Linked DNA regions of Mus musculus: region 2 is linked to region 1. The links are chromatin contacts, called in public promoter capture Hi-C maps. All regions are on one chromosome and are shown on one strand. Each heading gives the region's core, a stretch centred on a gene start, on an enhancer-like site or on the middle of the called end of the contact. The rest is flanking DNA. Distances are from core to core; before and after follow the strand shown. Region 1 holds the start of Daw1 (dynein assembly factor with WDR repeat domains 1). Region 2 has its middle 320 kb from the start of Sphkap.

Region 1 (5,183 bases), core at 1,918-4,417:
TGGTGAGTCTCTCTTGTGGGTTTTAGGTTGTTAACAGCCCACTGTATCCTTACATAGAAAGAGGATTGCAGAGCCCATTGGGGGCATCCTTTATACCAGCCTTACCCTCAGGAACTAAGTAGTTCCCCAAGCCCCATTTCCTATACTATCCCTTTTGGGTAAGAATTTGAACATAGGATATTTGGAGAGAGTGGAACAGATAGTCAGCCCACTGCAGGGGACAGACCTAGAGTCAGACACTACATTCTGTAGAAGTCCTTGCCAATGCCGATTGCTCATCTATTGAGGAATTGCACAAAACCACTGAGGGTTCCATCCATGAAGGGTGGTAATGTCACCCTGTGAGAAAGCCACACTAAGCCACAGACTGTGATGCAGACCATCATCTGGGCAGTGTGTGCACGTGTGTGTGTGTGTGTGTGTGTGTGTGTGTGTGTGTGTGTGTGACTCATAGCTCAACACACTGGAGGTGAAAGAACTCTGCATACTTGCACACTGGTTGAGAGACTGGTCCTGTGGCTTCTGGTAATGAGTAAGCAGTAAGTCAACTTTAACCTCAATTTGAGCCACTGCCAAGAGAGATCTGAGTCCATTTGACACTCTACCTGCTTTTTATTTAATGACCTGTTTGTACACAACTAGAAGACAATAGTTTTCTAGGAAAATGGCATATGAGAACTTAGATTGGACATTTGTCAAGGGTTCTGGTTTGTTGAATTAGGACCCTAATGTCCCTAATATAAGAGGTCCTTGGAAGGACTACTATGGTTTTGGAAACTGAATAGAACTCAGTGTGCCATTTCTGAATAATTGTTCTCATACAGAGACCAAGGTAAAGGCCTGTTGACTTCTTGGGAGGTCTTGGCCCTGAAGAAATTGGGATTCAACTTGAAGGGTATGTTTAGTTTGGGTTTGAAGAGGTATGTATTGAGGGCTTGGGCCCCAAATGTAGTGGTGTTCAGAAACAGGGTCTTTTGGAGGTGACTGGGTGACTCTAACTTCATCAATAGATTGACCATTAAGGGAGTCACAGCTTAATTGTCTATTGGGAATTAGTAGCAGCTAAAGGAATTGGGGCCTACTTGGAAGAAGGAGAACATTTAGGGGTTCCCTTAATTTTCCCGTCCCCTCCCTCTGTTTGCTTCCTGGCCACAATGAGGTGGATAGCCTCCTGTAGAACATGCTGTGATGTTTCAAGGATAGACCCCCAAAGTGACCGAGTCAACCATAGACTCAAACCTCAAAAGCCATAATCCAAAATAAGCCCTTCATCATTTAAGTTGATTCCTTTCAGGTATTTTATTATAGTAACGGAAAGCTGACCCAGAGAGAATGGGGTGGGGGCAGTGCTGCCTTTTGGATTGGGTCAAATAATGCATTGTGGGCAGGACTTTCTGAATTGTATCCTCTCTTGTGGACTATGACAGCAGATACTGAAGTAACTTGCTATAGTTATGAAGGCAATGATGCTGTAAAAGAAGCCCTGAGGGCAGGTTTGAATTGTTCTACAGAAACCATGCCCATCAAGATTAATCTAATAGTTCTGCCCAGGTATGTGATGAAAAGAAGGACACTGGGGATGACATAGTCTCTCTGTCCTCAATCAGGCTATGGCAGTCATCAAAGAGAAGATTGAGGAGAAGAGGGGAGTGTTCACAAGAAACTCAAGAAGAGCGAAGACCAGAGTGTGGATACTTCATTCCTCCTTAGAATAGGGAACAAAACACCCATGGAAGGAGTTACAGTGACAAAGTTTGGAGCTAAGATGAAAGGATGGACCATCCAGAGACTACCCTACCCAGGGATCCATCCCATAATCAGCCACCAAACCCAGACACTATTGCATATGCCAGCAAGATTTTGCAGAAAGGACCCTGATATAGCTGTCTCGAGTGAGGCTATGCCAGTGCCTGGCAAATACAGAAGTGGATGCTCACAGTCATTTATAGGATAGAACACAGGGCTTCCAAAGAAGGAGCTAGAGAAAGTACCCAAGGAGATGAAGGGGTCTGCAACCCTATAGGTGGAACAACAATATGAACTAACTAGTACCCCCAGAGCTCGTGTCTCTAGCTGCATAGTAGCAGAAGTTGGCCTAGTCGGCCATCATTAAGAAGAGAGGCCCCTTGGTCTTGCAAACTTTATATGCCCCAGTACAGGGGAATGCCAGGGCCAAGAAGTGGGAGTGGGTGGGTAGGGGAACAGGGAGCGGGGAAGGTATAAGGAACTTTCAGAATAGCATTTGAAATGTAAATAAAGAAAATATCTAATTAAAAAAAGAGGGAAGTGTTCAGTGTTCAGATGGAGCCCAAAGTGGTCACAGATACAGATGAGACTGAACGTGCAAGGCAGCTGGAACGGCTTGAAAGAGAAGATGCAGAAGTGGATGGAGATGACGATGCAGAAGAAATGGAAGCCAAAGCTGAAGATGACATTTTGGAAAACAGTCCAATTTACAGAGTACGAGGCAGCCCTTCCTGGCTGCAAACCCTAGACTTGAAAGTTTTCCAGTATTGGAAACTTGAAAGCTGAATATTTTTATTTCCAAGTATTTAAGTATTCAACAAGCCAGAATCTAAATGCCCTCCTTCATGTCAGCTGTTTTCACATAGTGGCTCTAACACCTCAAGTATTTTTCTAAGGGAGTGGCTTGATTTGACCAGAGACAAATCTTCAACAGCAGTCCTAATATTGGGCTTACAGTTTCCATTGCTCATGTCTCTGGAATGGCACCCTTATGGTTCAGAGATTTACCAGAGGCTCCAAACACAAACAATCAATCACAATCTTTCTATATAAAATGTATTCAAGCGAACATCAAATAAATTTCTGGGATATTTAAAAAAATTGCATAATTGTATTTGCTCTTTATTGAAAACTGTATGAACATTTTATTTTCCACAACTACTCTTTTTATCACACTCTAAAAGAAGCTAAGATAATCAGTCGATTTGGAGAAAATTTAAACAGTTAAAGAATTAACTCTTTTCTATGTGGTGGACCAATGTCAAAACTGGGACACACTGGCTGCTCCTCAGATAGCTTGCTACAGCAAGCTATGGCTGAGCGGCAAGCTGAGTTTACCCAGCTCTGGGCTGCCGCTGGGCTCCCCTGTACCCGCCCAGAAAAACTTGCGCACGCGCCTTAGCGTCCTACTGCTGTTTGTTAGTTTCCATGGCTACGAAGCCCCTCAGGGTAGGAAAGTAGGAAAATGAAGCTTAAGAGCCTCTTGCTTCGCTATTACCCACCAGGTACGGGGTTCCCACGAGTGGGCCCTGGCTTCCCTTTCTGGGATGGTCTGGGACGAAGGAGGGGGCGGGGACTCGAGGAAGGGCTCTGAGTAGCCGGGTCTCAGTGACCAATTGGGACAGGTAGTTAGAGCTCCCCAGTCTGGGTCACCCACCTTTTCATACGCTGCCGACCACTGTTCCTTAAAGTCCTTTATGTGACTCTTTGAGAAAGTCTTTAAACTTTTAAATGCTTTCTAGTAAATTATGAGTCTGAGGAGGGAGGGGCCGAGGGGTAGTGAACAGTGACACCCTGGGACAGTGTTTTCTGGAACAACAGAGATGAATCTACTGTTATTTTAAAGTCTTAATGATCAAGTTAAAGCGAAGGACACATGAAAAGAAAAACTCATACTCCACTGAGCGCGCCACCTTTGTCACACTCTCCAGTTTGCTGCAGTAGGAAATCAGTTTATGATATGAACGTCCAAGGTAACCTGCTTTGTGCGCCTCGCCATGTGCCTTTAAAGAAGGCCAGAATCCTTGATTCCAACGTGGTGATTGTGAATAAGCCCACGAAATGCTGCTGTTTTAGAGTAGGGTATGCTTTTCTGGTGGTCATAAGTTATGTGTTGGGGAGGGGGGTGGGGTTTGCTCACCATGAGAGAATAACTGAAATACAACTTGTTGAGGACAAAATAGGAGGAGAACTCTCAGCTTCTCGAAACTCAAATTAAAAATAAAAGGGTCAGGGGTGGGGTGGGGAGGGCCGCAGTGAGGAAAGTTATTTTCTGACCTCTGCACACATGTTCTGTGGCTCTCATGTGTGCGTGTGCACATACACATAACATAAATGAATAAATGTAATTGACAACAAAGCCCTTAAAACTTGGCTCAGGGTAACGGCTGACTACAACGGCTCAATGAAACATTTGGGTAAAGAAACTGCAGAGATTTCAGAGTAGAGTAAGTGAATTCACTTTGTCCTGGTTTCAGCATGACAGTTTTAAGGGTGTGAACTTGAGGAATCTCAGGGCACGTGTCTCGTTTGCCTCAGCAAAGCAGCCAACATTTTTTAGCCAAAATGTCTAATAGTCAAGGCTGTTATTTCTTTCTTTGAGGCCATCCTGATTTTGTTCCTTTTGTGCTTTGTCCCCTGTCAGCAGGTCATAGGTTCAGCATTTTGTATTTATTTTCTTCAGAAGCTACACAGACAATCCTTTACTCGCCCTGACACCACTTACTGCTCCTCTCTGCTCAGTCTTTTCCATCTATCAATAAATTATATCAGCTCTACTTCCAAAACATTTGGTGAATCTCTCGGTTCAGCCCTCTTTCCCCTCCCAGTTCGACTCAGCATCCTTTCCGTTTGCTGACACACTCCAGCCCAGTCCGTCTCTTGTTGGGAAACTTCAGGGTCTGCTCAAGTGCTTTCTTGGCTTTGAGTCTCATCTACCGTTTGCCAGTAGAATCTGAACCCAACACCTCCAACAATCGCCTAGTATGCTCCTGTTAGGCTTAGAATAAGATCTACAGTCTGAAAGAAATGGCCCAGGCTGCTCTGTCGACTTCTAGAACTTTACTCTCTGCCATCTCTATAGTTTAGGTCTCTGACCTATTTTTCTAAAACTTACAAGAAGGCCTGTCATGCACTGTCTCCCTTCTGGACAGAGCTTCCCCTAAACCTCACAATGCCTAGCTTCTCTTTACTTTGTTTCAGCCAATGTAACTGACCCAGAGAAACCTACCTTTTCCACATCTCTTACTGACTTCCTGTATAGCATTTTTTTTTTTTTGCTTTTGTTATATTTATCATGACACTGTGATGGTTAGGTTTTTTTTTTTTTCCTCCCTTAACTGGACACAGCTAGAGTCATCTGGTAAGAGGGCATTTCAATTAATAATTGTCCCCCCACACCAGATTGGCCTATAAGCAATTCCATGGTCTTTTTCTTA
Region 2 (5,183 bases), core at 1,075-3,574, 570 kb after region 1:
TCCCATACATTGGACCACATTATTTCTGCTGTGGAATATATCAATAAATGACTGAAGACATTCAACTCTCATGCAGCAGTTGGACTTGGATGTAATATTTTCCTTTATATTTCTGTACTTGTGTGTGATATCCAGTATCTTACACATAATGGATAACTATAAATAATAATGAAAAATATCTGGGCAGCAAGAGTTGTCAAGAAAAGTAAATTGTAACTACAGATAAGAAACAATAAAAATACCCAGTGGTTTAAAATGGTAAACCATGCTGTCAATCAAACAACAGCCCATGAAAATGTTACGACTTGTGTAAATTAGGTTGAAGAGGTTTTAAAACGATTACATCACATGGATCCAAAACTTTTTCAGGGCAGTTTGTTAACACATTGAATGATCTACAAGTAGTCACCTCGTTTGATCCTCTGCTGAAACAATATAAAAAACATAAGTTAAGAATAACTCCAGGTTATGTATCATTAGGTTGCATACCCTATGTTAATATATATATTAGTATTAATATTAACATCATAAAAATATGTATGTACACATTGATATTAGTTAACAGATGAATGAATACTCAATTTCTAGATAAAAAAATTTTTAATAGTAAGTGATTTATACTATGCTTTGGGGTTCCCCACAGCTACTGTTATTCAAATGAACACTAACTGTTTTTCATATATGTGACAAATAATGAATGAAAATGGAGCAGGAGAAAACAAATCTCAAACAGTCTCTGTAGACTCAGGCTGATTAAAGGATATTCACACAATGTACTTGCAATGCTGGTCCAGTAGCAATAGGCTTTCAGGATCGGTTGACAGAATAGAAAGTCTCCCACCACTCACCATTGTTTTAAGAGACAGGGTCTCTCTTTGTTGCTTAGTCTGGCCTGGAACTTCTGAGCCAGCTGTCCTCCTGCTTCATCCACCTAAGAGGACAGGTTCATGCCACCATACCAAACTGTTTAAATTTTCACAAATAAATCTTTAAAAGTCTCAGGACGCCAATCACTCACTATTTGTGCTTTTATTAAAGTGTGGTTAAATAGAATTATTGTTTTATTTTGGTGAAAACGTCAGTAAAATCATATGAATTACACCTGAGAGGATGAAAAAGAAAACCCCACACAGAACTGTATCCCCCCCCCCGCCCCCCGCCGCATGTCTGACTGATTGGCTTCTCAGTACATGGGTCACATGCAGATGCATGAACGATCCCCAAGCTGACCTCAGACATGAATTATTATCATCAATGCCGATTTATTTCTGGACAGGGGTGGTCAAACATGCGTCCCAGCAAATTTGAAAATAAGCAAATTGTGAAGTTAAGATGCAGCTTTAAATAGGTAAATTCTGAAGTACAAAGGCAGGGGGGGGGAGATGTGTGAACAAACAGTATCAAGAGCTAATTTAGGAGGAAAAAATTTAGCCCACCTCAGTTAAGTCTGTCTGAAGTGCAAAAGAACCCATTGACAAAATCAGTACAGGGCAAATGTCCACTGTGTCTTGCAGGATTTCATTTCTCTCTCTAAAATTCTAACACATCTGCCTCCCAAAACAGCCACTTGAGATTAGTGACATTGTTAAACGAGAATATATATATATATATATATATATATATATATATATATATATATATATAAACATAGCACTAAGCCTTTTGAAATCTGTGCTAACAGTTTGTCCTTTTGAAATCTGTGGTAACAGTTTGTCTTTGGAAGACTTGTCATGTAATTCCCAAGTTGACCACTAGAGGGGAGGAAAACAAAGAAAATCAGTAGGCTCACCTACTAGGCCAGCAGAGAAAGGACTGAATGGAGACCAGCAATCCATCTGGCCATGTGGGCAGAATTCACAAAGCAACCCCAGGCTCAACCTTGGAAGGTTTCTGAGGGTAGCAGAAAGAGGAGCCTTGTCTTATCCGGAGAGTCAGTCTGCGTGGCTTCACGGGTTCATTCTGGGCAACGGCAGGCCTGAGGGTCTCACTAGAGTACACTATTAACAACAGGGCCCTATTACCAAGTGTTCTGTAAGATTTGCTCATATTGTATGATTTTTTTTTTCAGGGGAGCAAAACAAACTGTCTTTTCTAATCTGTTTGTTACTCCTCCCATTCAGCAGGGAAAATGCCATGATTTTCCCTCTGCTCTGACCTTCTTCCTGTCTCTTGTGGGTGTGGCTTCCTAAATGCAGTATTTCAGTTCTTTCTAAACTTCGCAGCCTTTAGGACACTCTTGGGTCACAAAGCTGTGAGTGGGATTAGAAGTCAGCATCCAGAGTTTGGGAGCCCTTTTTCTGGGGTTTGAAGAGCATAGTGCTCCTCTGAGGTAGCCTGGAGGAAAGGTTGGGTGTTTCGATAGGAATAAAGATGTCTCTGTGAGCCTGGGAGTGCAATGGGCCTACCCTGTCCAGAACCTGCACAAGATCAAGCCAGTCAGAAAGCCAGCATCCATGTGGAAGAGGCTCGTGAAGCCTCGGCCCTGGCTGAGGAGCTTTGGCAGGCGAAGGCTGCTGGGAAAGGAGAGGTAATGTCAGTTTTCCTCAGAGAATTGCCTCTGGTTGGGATGCACACAGTGTAGAATAGCCCTACACCTGTGCACATAATCACAGCGCTTAGGATACTCAGTGGATTATGAAAGGAGTGCACAAAAATGGGAGGGGAATGGGGAGGAACTGAATGGGCCTGAGGGATTGATAAAATCAAATACAAAGAGTGAACACACACACACACACACACACACACACACACACACACACACCTCTAGCAGAGGAGACTACTTGGAAGGTTATGTGACAGAGTAAGTGCTGGACATCTTCCTGGGCCTTCCATTCCCACAAGGCATTGTCTACAGAAAATTAGGGGCAACTCCAACAGCCATTTTGCTGCCCTTGGTTAGTATCTGGATAACACAAGCAGGTCTACTTCACTTCAATAAATCCCAGCAGCAGGTAAAGGGGGGGGGGGGGATAGTGCCAAGTATTTTTAATGTAATAAATTAAACCATGAGTTTCTAATGGAACTTAAAATTAAGCTGATATGCTCTTAAAAATGAAAAATGGTTGCAAAATGAAGCTTTCCAAAGTAGCTCCCACCCAATCCATGCCCTTTTCTCATATGATCCTTGAGACGTGAGGGACTGGTTCTGGTCTTCATTTTCACTTACTGTAAAACTGAGGCTTAAGGAGCTCAATTGCCCAAAGCCTTTTGATAAATAAACAACAAAGTCTGTCCTTTCCTCCAAGCTCCCTGTTGATCACTTAATTCTGCATATATAGGATTACAAGATCTCCCAGGAAACATCCATCTTAGCATACAAATTAAGAAACCATTTAAATTTCGGTTTAGTGCCTGCCATTTATACTCAAAATGATAAATGCTTTGTTTGCATCCCTTAATTAGAGGAGGGAGACTCTGAGGATGCTACAGGAGGGGGATGAGTCATAGAGCAACATTTAAGCCTCCTTGATATTAGACAAACTCCTAACCACATGGAAAAATCGAATTTCTCATGAGGATGCTCACCGGGAAGCCCTCACAACGTCGCCTGCAATATGCTCCCCACCTTTCTGAAATACGCAGATTGGTTAGTGAGAGCCCCTGCTTGGCTGTTTGAAACACCAGCTTCTCAGACCTTGTCCTGGGAGATCAGCATGTGCAGGTCTAGGACTAAGCCTGAGAGTCTGTATCCTAAAGGCAGGTGACTCTTGCAGCTGTCTGACACTGCCCCTATGGAACATGTTCCACACTGAAATGGGACAGGCAAACAGAAATGTCTGTTTCTTGCCAGAGTCATGCAGTGTTAGAACTAGAAGACACATTTTTTTATTCAATGACTCAAGTGTTCCATTTTACATTAGGGGAAACTGGGGCCAGCAAAGAGCAAGAGACTTAATTCTATTTTAATGGTTTAAATCTTTCAGGTTTATGAGACATGCAAGTATTTGTGCCACTAAATAATGACCAAAAAATGACAAAGAGTCTAAACTCAAGACTAAAACAGACACACTATTACATACACGCAAACACAATTGCACATATACACACAAAGGAGGGAGAGAGGAAAGGAGGAGGGGAGGGAAGGAGAGAGAGAGAGAGAGAGAGAGAGAGAGAGAGAGAGAGAGAGAGAAGCAAGAAGGATTGATACTTACCTAGATACCACAAATTGAAAAATCTTAATTTCTTTATGTCCACACAAATACATAATCATCCTGAAGTGAAAAGAGGTAAGAGTTATTTTCCCATTTTTCAGACTAGAACCATAAGTACTGGAGGGTCCATCAGCTTTCAGGGCTACTGAACCATAAACACAGCAGGCAGGCAGAACCTCAAGCATGGAAGGGACTCTTGCTTTCCATTAATAGAATGAAAATCCAGCAGTGCCAGATGATAGTCACCATTCAAGATGAACTGCTTGGTGGGGGTAAAAACAGTATGTGGATTTAGAGAACTTGTAATGAAAAGCCCAAAGTATTTCCCGGGAGGGCGTTGGACATACTTCCAGAAGAGTGTGTGTACCAGACTGGCCCATTCAACGACCTCACTGACACTGGTGTCATTTGACTCTGCTGTAACTTGTCTGGGTGTGCTAAGTTTTTCTGTGGTAGTTGTACTGGCTAGTTTTGTGTCAACTTGACACAGCTGGAGTTATCACAGGGAAAGGAGCTTCACTTGAGGAAATGCCTCCATGAGATCCAGCTGTAAGGTATTTTCTCAATTAGTGATCAAGGGGAAAAGGCCCCTTGTGATTTGGACCATCTCTGGGCTGGTAGTCCTGATTCTATAAGAGAGCAGGCTGAGCAAGCCAGGAGAAGCAAGCCAGTAAAGAACAACCCTCCATGGCCTCTGCATCAGCTCCTGCTTTCTTATCTACTTGAGTTCCAGTCCTGACTTCCTTGGTGATAAGAAATTAGCGGTGATTAAGAAGAGACATATGTATCAAAAGATGGCATAGTCGGCCATCACTGGAAAGAGAGGCCCATTGGACACGAAAACTTTATATGCCCCAGTACAGGGGAATGCCAAGGCCAAAAAATGGGAATGGGTGGGTAGGGAAGTGGGGGGGAGGGTATGGGGGACTTTTGGGATAGCATTCTAAATGTAATTGAGGAAAATACATAATAATAAAAAATATATAAAAAAAAAAAAGAAGAAGAGACCAGCATCGTTGTGTTCCAGAGATA

Evidence for each region. Promoter capture Hi-C pulls out the DNA fragments that hold promoters and counts their contacts.
Region 2: a promoter capture Hi-C map of cranial neural crest shows a contact between it and region 1. The contact joins the enhancer-like site here to the promoter of Daw1 in region 1. A contact is called at or near these places in 14 of 39 promoter capture datasets (the 3T3-L1 cell line, 3T3-L1-derived adipocytes, the HPC-7 cell line and 11 more).

The regions. Positions count from the first base shown.
Region 1 is chr1:83,156,588-83,161,770 of GRCm38.p6, forward strand. It overlaps Daw1 (dynein assembly factor with WDR repeat domains 1), which reads left to right and starts at 3,168. Exons shown (of 13, transcript NM_001372244.1): 1 at 3,168-3,251. The coding sequence starts at 3,212.
Region 2 is chr1:83,725,562-83,730,744 of GRCm38.p6, forward strand. No RefSeq gene overlaps it. Among named protein-coding and RNA genes, the nearest start is that of Sphkap, 320 kb to the left of the region's middle. Within about 2 kb of position 2,325, at least 1 of the 459 cell types and tissues checked has an H3K27ac peak or open chromatin away from gene starts, as enhancers often do.